Linked DNA regions of Mus musculus: region 1 is linked to region 2. Evidence: chromatin contacts called from public ChIA-PET data. All regions are on one chromosome and are shown on one strand. Each heading gives the region's core, a stretch centred on a gene start, on an enhancer-like site or on the middle of the called end of the contact. The rest is flanking DNA. Distances are from core to core; before and after follow the strand shown. Region 1 overlaps Bcl11b (B cell leukemia/lymphoma 11B). Region 2 has its middle 150 kb from the start of Gm33236.

Region 1 (3,953 bases), core at 257-2,756, 420 kb after region 2:
GGCTAACAGGAGCCGTGCCTCTCCAAAGCCCTGACTGCTCCATACTCAGCTTATTAGCTAATGCTGGCCAGAAGACAGGTTCAGACTCTTCCTCACATCGTGTGTGTGTGTGTGTGTGTGTGTGTGTGTGTGTGTGTGTGTGTGTGTATGTGTTTCTTAAGAAGGTAAATACAAGTCCCTTTCAGACACATTGGAGCTATCAACACAAATGAAGTACCATGTCCTAGGAGGTCACATATCAAATTAAAGGTGTTTCTGTACCCTTCTCTGGGCCCCAGCCATTCTAAGTAATGGATTTACAGAGGATGGTTGCTGAGATCTGGGGTGTTCTTAAGTTGGGGCCCATCTCTTCTCAGCATCTCCATTTCCTTGAGTTGCTCTGAAGTACTTCCTGTCTCTTTATCTGGTGGCCACATGTTTTTCTAGACTGTTCTATCCAACAAATACCGAAGTCCAAAGCAGACTATGTAACTAGGTAGCCATAACCGATTCCATGTTTTAGAAAAGCAGAGAGAAGGGCACACATATTCTGACCTGCATGCTCTAGAACCCAGATGTCACCTCCATAGTTAAACTGTGAGGAGAAAGGGGGCTGACTACTTGTCCGGTCAGATTTCAGGGCCACTTGTCACCCTGGGGTGAGAGCTATCTTCATCAGAGCCCCTAAGTGTCCCTCTACAGAACTCTAGGCTTCACTCACTATAGGCAGCAGCCTCCCCCAGTACCTGACAGAAAGAAAAAATAAATCCCCCAGCCCTTGAAGGCCCTCCCTTGACAACTCTCTTTCCAGCCACCCCCTTCTTTTTTAAAATAAAATGTTCGTTTACATGTGACGACCTCATGGCTCTCTCTCGCCTACAAATAGCCCTGAGTATGGGGCTGCTCACTTTTAAGAACTAAACAACGTCAGAGAGTCTCTGGCGAGCCACTTGGAACGTCTTTCTATTCAGGAACTGAATAAGTATTTTATAGACACAGCACAGGCACAGATGGCTTGCTTTTAGACAAGAAGAGCCTTAGACAGCAGGTTGCGTCAGACTCAGGGCTTGCTTAGCTCATCCCAAACCCGTCCTTGCTGCATCGAACTCAGAGAGATACCTGCACGCAGGTGGCCCAGTGCGTGCCCTGCAGTGGGCGGTGGCTGCTTTGCTAATGGCTGGGACAGGGTCCACTAGCCTTACACTGCTGTAGCGGCTGCAGCTAATGATGCTAACTGCTGGGTCCAAATGACTTCAGAAGCACCAATCCTGGCCTACAGACCTAGAAATGTCAGTTGCGTTTGTCTCACTAAATCACACGGGGCAGCTCAGAACCCAGAGAGGGCCCTGCGGTGTCTTTTCTTGCTTCCTCCCTCCTTACTTTCATAGATCTTTAGAACACACACTGAGCCTTCTTTGTTCTTTCAGTATGTTGTCTGAGGAGTTTCAAACGCAGACTCCTACCCCAGATCTCTTCTGACAAGACTCCCCACCCCCCATAGGAGCATCACTGAACACTTGGAACTTGATCTCTAAAGGGTGTAGCCAAACATGAGATGTCACCTCTCTGAGCCTTGCTTCCTACTTGGCCTGGGGACTGTGAGGTCCTCCCTCTATCCACCGCTCACTGCTGTATAAATGTGGCAGTAGGTGTTATATACTGCGGGTTTGTTACCCATCCTTGTATGTGGCTCTGAGTGTTTCAGGGATGCCTTTTGGTTTAAGGCCTGGAAGAAGAGTAATGTAGCTTGACTCAAAAGCAGCAAATGTTAAAGGACACCTCTGATCAAGCAGGGGAACTGGTCTGGGCCGCCCGGGCTCCTCAGTAAACCACAAAGCACTGCACGGCTCACTCAGCATTATCGCTACCTCAGCTCATGTCACCCTTGTTCACTAACACCTCTGAGGGAAGCCAAGTGAGGATCATGATCACATGATCATGCTAGACCACGGGGACAGCAGTTTAGAGAATCACCGTGCCATCACCACCTTCCCAGGCCTCCCTGCGTGTGTCACATTGTCAATGGTTCCATGTTGACAGTGCCCTCTCATGGAAGGCCACTGATTGTCCCTGGACAGTCTCCCATTATGTCTACCCTGTGGCAGGCATTCACTCTAGGGTGGAATACGGGAGTCATTTTACAGAGCCAAAAAGCATATTGGTGACATATGCTGCTTGGGAGACCTAGTGAAGGGACCACATGGCAGTGAGGTGGCTGAACCTGGGACAGTAATTGGTACCCCTGGGTGTCTCACAGTGATCCTCCTCACCCCGAACCCAAACAGAAGGCTGGTCTTGTCTTGCTTCATCACTTAAACCCCACCCCAACCCCTGAGACGCACACCCCCTATAACTGCTAAGAGTGCTCTCTCCACAGTTTCATGATGACAACCAGTACAACCATTATTCAGGTGACAAGTACATCTCATGTTCACTTAAAAACTGTCCCCCTCCCCATGGGGCTGGAGAGGTGGCTCAGCGGTGAAGAGCATTGATTGCTCTTTCATAGGACGCTGGTTCCGTTCCCAGCATCCGCGCAGCAGGTCACAGCTATCTGTCTGTAAGTTCAGATCTAGCAGATCTGATGCTTTCTTCTGGGTTCTGTAGGCGTGGTATGCACATGCCACACAAACACACAAGCAGGCAAAACACCCATACACACAGAATAAAATACAAATGAATCTAAAAATTAAATTAAATTAAACTGCCCCCCCTCCGGCTGGAGGTGTATTTCAGCGTCCCAGTGATAGAGTACTTGCCAATCCCCATATCTTCCAGCACTCAAAAAATAAAATAAAATAAAATAAAAACAAAAACAAAAACAAAAACTAAAAACATCTTTCACAATGTCACAGAGAAAATGTCAACCGGGGCTCCTTGAGCACTTATAGCCATCTACAAATCCATAAGCATCCTGCTGGTACCCAAGTCATCACTCGGACCTCAGCTCTGGGAGGCAGAAAGTAGAGCAGAGGTAGCGACAGACGGTAAGAAATCTCTACCATGGGCAGCAATGAGCTAAGGACACTACAGGCTTCGTGCATCGCGCCCACAGCTCAGAAACTGCAACTGCCATCAGTTCCATTTTACAGATGAAGAAACTGAGGACTGGAAGAGATGAGGAGATCTGCCTGACGTTCCCCGGCTGGCAAGTGGCGGTGTCTATGTGGTGCACTGTAAGGAGAAAAGTTGCTCAGGAGAGAAGTGCCTGAAGTTCAAGGGCCTAGGATAGGGGTGAGGCACGTGTGTCTTGGTATTTGACCTTCCATCTCAGCAGGAACAAAAAGTCAAGATGAGTTGCTTTAGGCTAGAACTGTGGTAACTGACTCCGTGCCGACCCGCAGAAGGGAGTGATAGAGTGGTGGCTCTGACGGTGGCTGTGGGGAGGCTATGTAGGGCTATTGACACTTAGTGACAGGCTCAGCTGGCCTCAGTCTTACAGACAGATCTATCCATTGACTCTCCCTGCAAACTGCGGAATCCTCTCTGCTCTGTGCTTCAGAGAACCCTGAGCAAATACAGGGAGCCTGGGCCCCTCTGCCATCCGTGGGACCCACACACGGGAGCTCAAACAGTGGGAACCGGGACAGAAAGGACTGAACAAATGTGTTCTTCCTGTCACCGTGGGCCTTTATCTCACTGCCTGGGTACCCTACATGCTTCATGCTCCTCCGGCAGCTCACAGTCCAGGGGCTACAGGTCACCTCTTAATGATTTAGCGCACGCACATGCACACGAACACACACACATGCATACTCTCTCTCTCTCTCTCTCTCTCTCTCTCTCTCTCTCTCTCACACACACACACACACACACACACATACACACACACACAGAGAGAGAGAGAGACAGTTGTATGAACGGTGCTGAGGGAAAATTTAGAGTCCTGACTGAAGATCCAAGGGCTTAGCCGCATTAAGGATTAGAGTCTGCATTACACCGACTTCTGTCCTACACACCCATAACTGCTCACC
Region 2 (4,026 bases), core at 765-3,264:
AGGATTGGAACACTGTTGCCTAATTCAGGAGCTGAAGTTTGTTTGGAAACATTTGTGAATGTAACCAGGCCACCCCATTTGGTTGTCTCTAGGGAGTTTCCTTTTACTTTGCCCCCTCCTGCAAGCCTCGGGGCTTGGGGGCCTGGGGACTGTCCCCCCCCCCCCACACACACACACAGTTGCTTCATCCCTGCCTCCAAGGTCTCACTGCATTTTTTTTTGTGGCATGAATAAATGAGCTGGTGATTGTGTGAATGTCACTTCTCTAGTTCCTTCCTGCAAAAAGCCTCAGGGTCTAAGGACCTTAAAAGTATCACAAGAGAATGTCACCTTCCAGGAGACTGTGAACAACTTGAAAAAATAGCTACATGGACAGAGAAGTCCATCCCAGCACCACAAGCCATCACTGAAATCTATGCTATGCCAGGCTAAAATGAATGTGCCAGGGTGGTTCCCAAAGCTGTGGGACAGAACCGGAGTGAACCAACCCCTCGCACTGGACGTTAACCCTGGAACCTCGAGGTCCTCACCAAGGACCCTTCAGTCTGAAGGAAATGTATCTACAATGTGGGAATGGCATTTGGCCCAAACCTCCTTACAGTTCACCTTTATGTGACACCCAAGGACAGTGCTTAACCTAGGACGGGTTACTTAAAGCTCTGAGATTCCACTCCCACATCTGTAGTCATGGTTGTCAGGGTAAAGATTAATGTGGTCAATGTGATAAGATCTAGAACCAGCCAGGAGACAGAGCTGTGAATGTGATTATGAAAGAGTTTCTAGATTGGGTCATTGAGATGGGAAGGTCCACCCTACATGTGGGCGGCATCTTTTCATGGGCTTGGGTCCTGGACTGAAAAGAAGGAGGGAGGGAGGAGGGAAGAGGGAGGGGAGCAGGGGAGGAGAGGCAGAGCGTTTGTCTGTTTCCCTGATAGCTAGTTCAGTAGGACCAGCTGCTTGGACGTTCCCAGCCTGACAGTTGTACCCTCAAACTGTGAGCTCACATAAACCCTTTGTTCCTGCCTTCCTTAAGCTGCTGTCTCTGATATTTTGTCACAGTGATGCAAAGGAAACTGATACATTGAGATTAACGACTGGGTGTGTGTCAGTGAGGTGACCATTCGGGACCACAATCAAGACAGGGTTCTTAGAATACGTCAACATATTCAAACTGGTTTGTCTTCTTCACAGCAAGACAATTCTAAGGCTTAGTGGCATGACTCAATTCAGCATGCATGGGGTCTTAGATTCCATCTTCAGCACTACAAAAAAAAATGAAAATGTGACAGCTGTACATGCTAGCTGCTTCATTTATTTACTGCAAACTTTTGCACAGATCCATGTAGTATCGTTATTTCAACTTTTGAGGGAGGGGACAAGGGAGCCAGAGGGAGGGTTCAGCCATCCACCTCGATCCCACACAGTTTGCAGCTTACTTGGCAGCCAACCTCGGGCTAGGCCATGACTTGGTGTTCCTATAGCTAGTGACAGAGGGGAGACATGAATGAGGGTTTAGCTGAAGCAAAACCTCAGAGACCATGCTGAACAGTTCCAATCTCATTGTTCCACCAGAAAAACATAGACAGTAATTGTCACAAAATGATCGGTAATTGTAGCTTGCAATGTACATATTCAACAGCAATCAATGAACTAGAATACAAATATAAATATGCCTGTAAGGAGCTCCCCGCTTAGTATGGAAGGCGGAGCATGGTAATAAATGGCTGTGTGAGAGAGGGTGAAAGGTCATGTTCAGAACCCAGTGGCATTGGCAATGAGCGATGAGCCTAAATGGGCTGTCCAGAATAGACTTGGGAGACCCCAAAGGGAAAGTGGGTGTCAATGAGTCCAAGAGAAGAACAATGAGTGGCTGGCGAGTGATTGGGTGGGAGAGAAAGAGGAGGATGCTTAAAGAGTTCAAGACAGTCAGCTGGCAGAGGACTTTGAATGGCCACACCTGAGCTCTACAGTAAATGTGCGGAGGCCAGCTCAGAACTGGGAAGTCACAGAGTATGGCATGTGGCAGGCTGGGGCAGGAGATCTTATCACACACCGCAGAGGTAGAGGTGCAGGCTTAGACTAAGCCTCCTGCTGAGCTAAGACCCAGGGAGGAAGGAAGCCAAGGGCCTGTTGAAAGTCAGGAGGTGTAAGAGAGACAACAGCCAGTGCTGAGATCTGTCTGCTGATTATAATGAGGCTCTGAAGAGCCCCTTGTCTACCTGGAGTGGACTCAGCCACCCGGTGTTTCTCCACGGCAGTGTGTTCTCAGAGCTATTCTGGGAAATTGGATTTATAGCAGCTGGAGCCTGTAAGCAGCCTGCAGTGGAGTGGCACCAAGAGCTGGGGGGTGGGGTGCAGGGGACTGGCAACTAGAACTGCCAGAGGCTGCCCAGTAGGAAAATCTCCCTGCAGGTCCAAGTGCGGTATCTACCTACTGGTTCATTCACTTGTGCATCCAAACATTCAGCATTCCTTTAGTCAGTGGCTATGCATTCTATCTATCCATCTGCCATCCATCCATCCATTCATCCATCTAACCAACTGCCATCCATTCATCTATCCGTTCATCTATCCATTTGCCATTCATCCATTCATCCATCTATCCATTTGCCATCCAATCATCCACCAGTTTGTCCAGTCATCCATGCATCTCTACTCATCCTGCATCCATCCAGTAATCTATCCAACTATTCATCTATTATCCATCCACTTATTCTCCCATCTATCATCTATGAATCCATGCTTCCACTCATTCTTCATCTATCATCCAGCCATCCATTCATCTATTCACTCATTCACCCTTTCCTGAACTCACAGGAGCAATCCAATCTTCTTTCAATACCTCAACTGTTCACATGTAGCATGAATCTTACCCTTCATCTACTAGCCCAACTATGTGACCACAGGACTTGGTAGCTAGCAATTCAGCTGTTTGCTCTCCAACCCTTACTGTGGATAGGCAACCTGGTACCAATTTTACTGTACTTGGCCCCCTTGGTCTGTCAAAAGAGATGATATCATGCTTGATTTTGACTACTGAGCATTTAATAGGATGCTAGGTATGACGTCCGTGGCGGGTGTCAGCAAGAGTCAGGTCATTAGCCAAAGGTCCATCTACACATGCTCTCTCCTGCATCAGTCGTTAGGAGTGCATTGCTCCCTGAGGCTCAAAAGCAGCAGGAAGCATGCAGCTGGGTTGTCAATGTGAGCCTGAGTGGGGATGGGGAGGGTGGTGGTAAGTAGGTACAGAAATGAAGACAGGGAGACCTGCTTGGACGTCAAGGAAGTGGTACTGACTGAAGGCAGTGAACGTGCTTGGAGACAGGGTGAGGAATACCAGCTCTCATTCTGTGTGATGTTCACCTGACTCCAGAGTATAAGAATGGACATGGAGCTCCAAGACACAGACATATAAGGGATGCGGGGTGTCCTTTGCCTATTGTAATACAGCAAGTACCCACTCCCCCCAAAAAAAACCTAGATTTAGCTTAAAATAACAATTTATTTGTTCTCATAATAGCAATGGGAGCTGGGCCAAGCAGGTCGGGGCTCAAATACCTTCCCCGGGTTTGTCCTTACTGTAGTGTCCATGTGACAGCTTGGATTAGATGGTACTGGTCCAGCCAGAAGAGCCCTCACATGTACATGGGGTGCCTTAGCTGTGGGAATGGGCCAAGAGGGTGTATGGAGCATCTACTGCTCTTGTGCAGAAGGCCTGCTTGAGCTATTTACAAAAGAGAACTTGGAGACACGCAAGGCAGAAATCCAGCAGGCACTTGGCCCCAGCAGAGTCTGCTTTTCCACGGTCCCTGAAGTATTGCAAGTCCCAAGCTGACTCAAACTCAGCAGGTTGATATGCAAGGAGCTGGAAAGTCACATTTCATAGAGACACCAGTCCAGGGAACAGATGAACATTTGCCTGCTTGGTTTACTGTGTTAAAGTATACATAACCCTGGACTGGGACAGGGGTTCCCCTGGGCTGGGGGAGGGGCTCCCCTGGGCTGAGGGAGGGGCTTGGTTGGCAA

The links. ChIA-PET counts read pairs in DNA pulled down with a chosen protein or histone mark.
Region 1: a contact with region 2 is called in an RNA polymerase II ChIA-PET map of memory CD8 T cells, with 4 times the contacts expected there. The contact joins two enhancer-like sites. A contact is called at or near these places in 1 of 484 Hi-C or Micro-C datasets (cerebral cortex) and 3 of 115 datasets of contacts at active chromatin or transcription factors (T-cell acute lymphoblastic leukemia, double positive thymocytes and memory CD8 T cells).

The regions. Positions count from the first base shown.
Region 1 is chr12:107,919,910-107,923,862 of GRCm38.p6, forward strand. All of the region lies in intron 3 of Bcl11b (B cell leukemia/lymphoma 11B), which reads right to left. Among named protein-coding and RNA genes, the nearest start is that of Bcl11b, 82 kb to the right of the region's middle. Within about 2 kb of position 1,507, at least 43 of the 459 cell types and tissues checked have an H3K27ac peak or open chromatin away from gene starts, as enhancers often do. A contact at or near this core is called in memory CD8 T cells, where this site is marked.
Region 2 is chr12:107,495,052-107,499,077 of GRCm38.p6, forward strand. No RefSeq gene overlaps it. Among named protein-coding and RNA genes, the nearest start is that of Gm33236, 150 kb to the right of the region's middle. Within about 2 kb of position 2,015, at least 15 of the 459 cell types and tissues checked have an H3K27ac peak or open chromatin away from gene starts, as enhancers often do. A contact at or near this core is called in memory CD8 T cells, where this site is marked.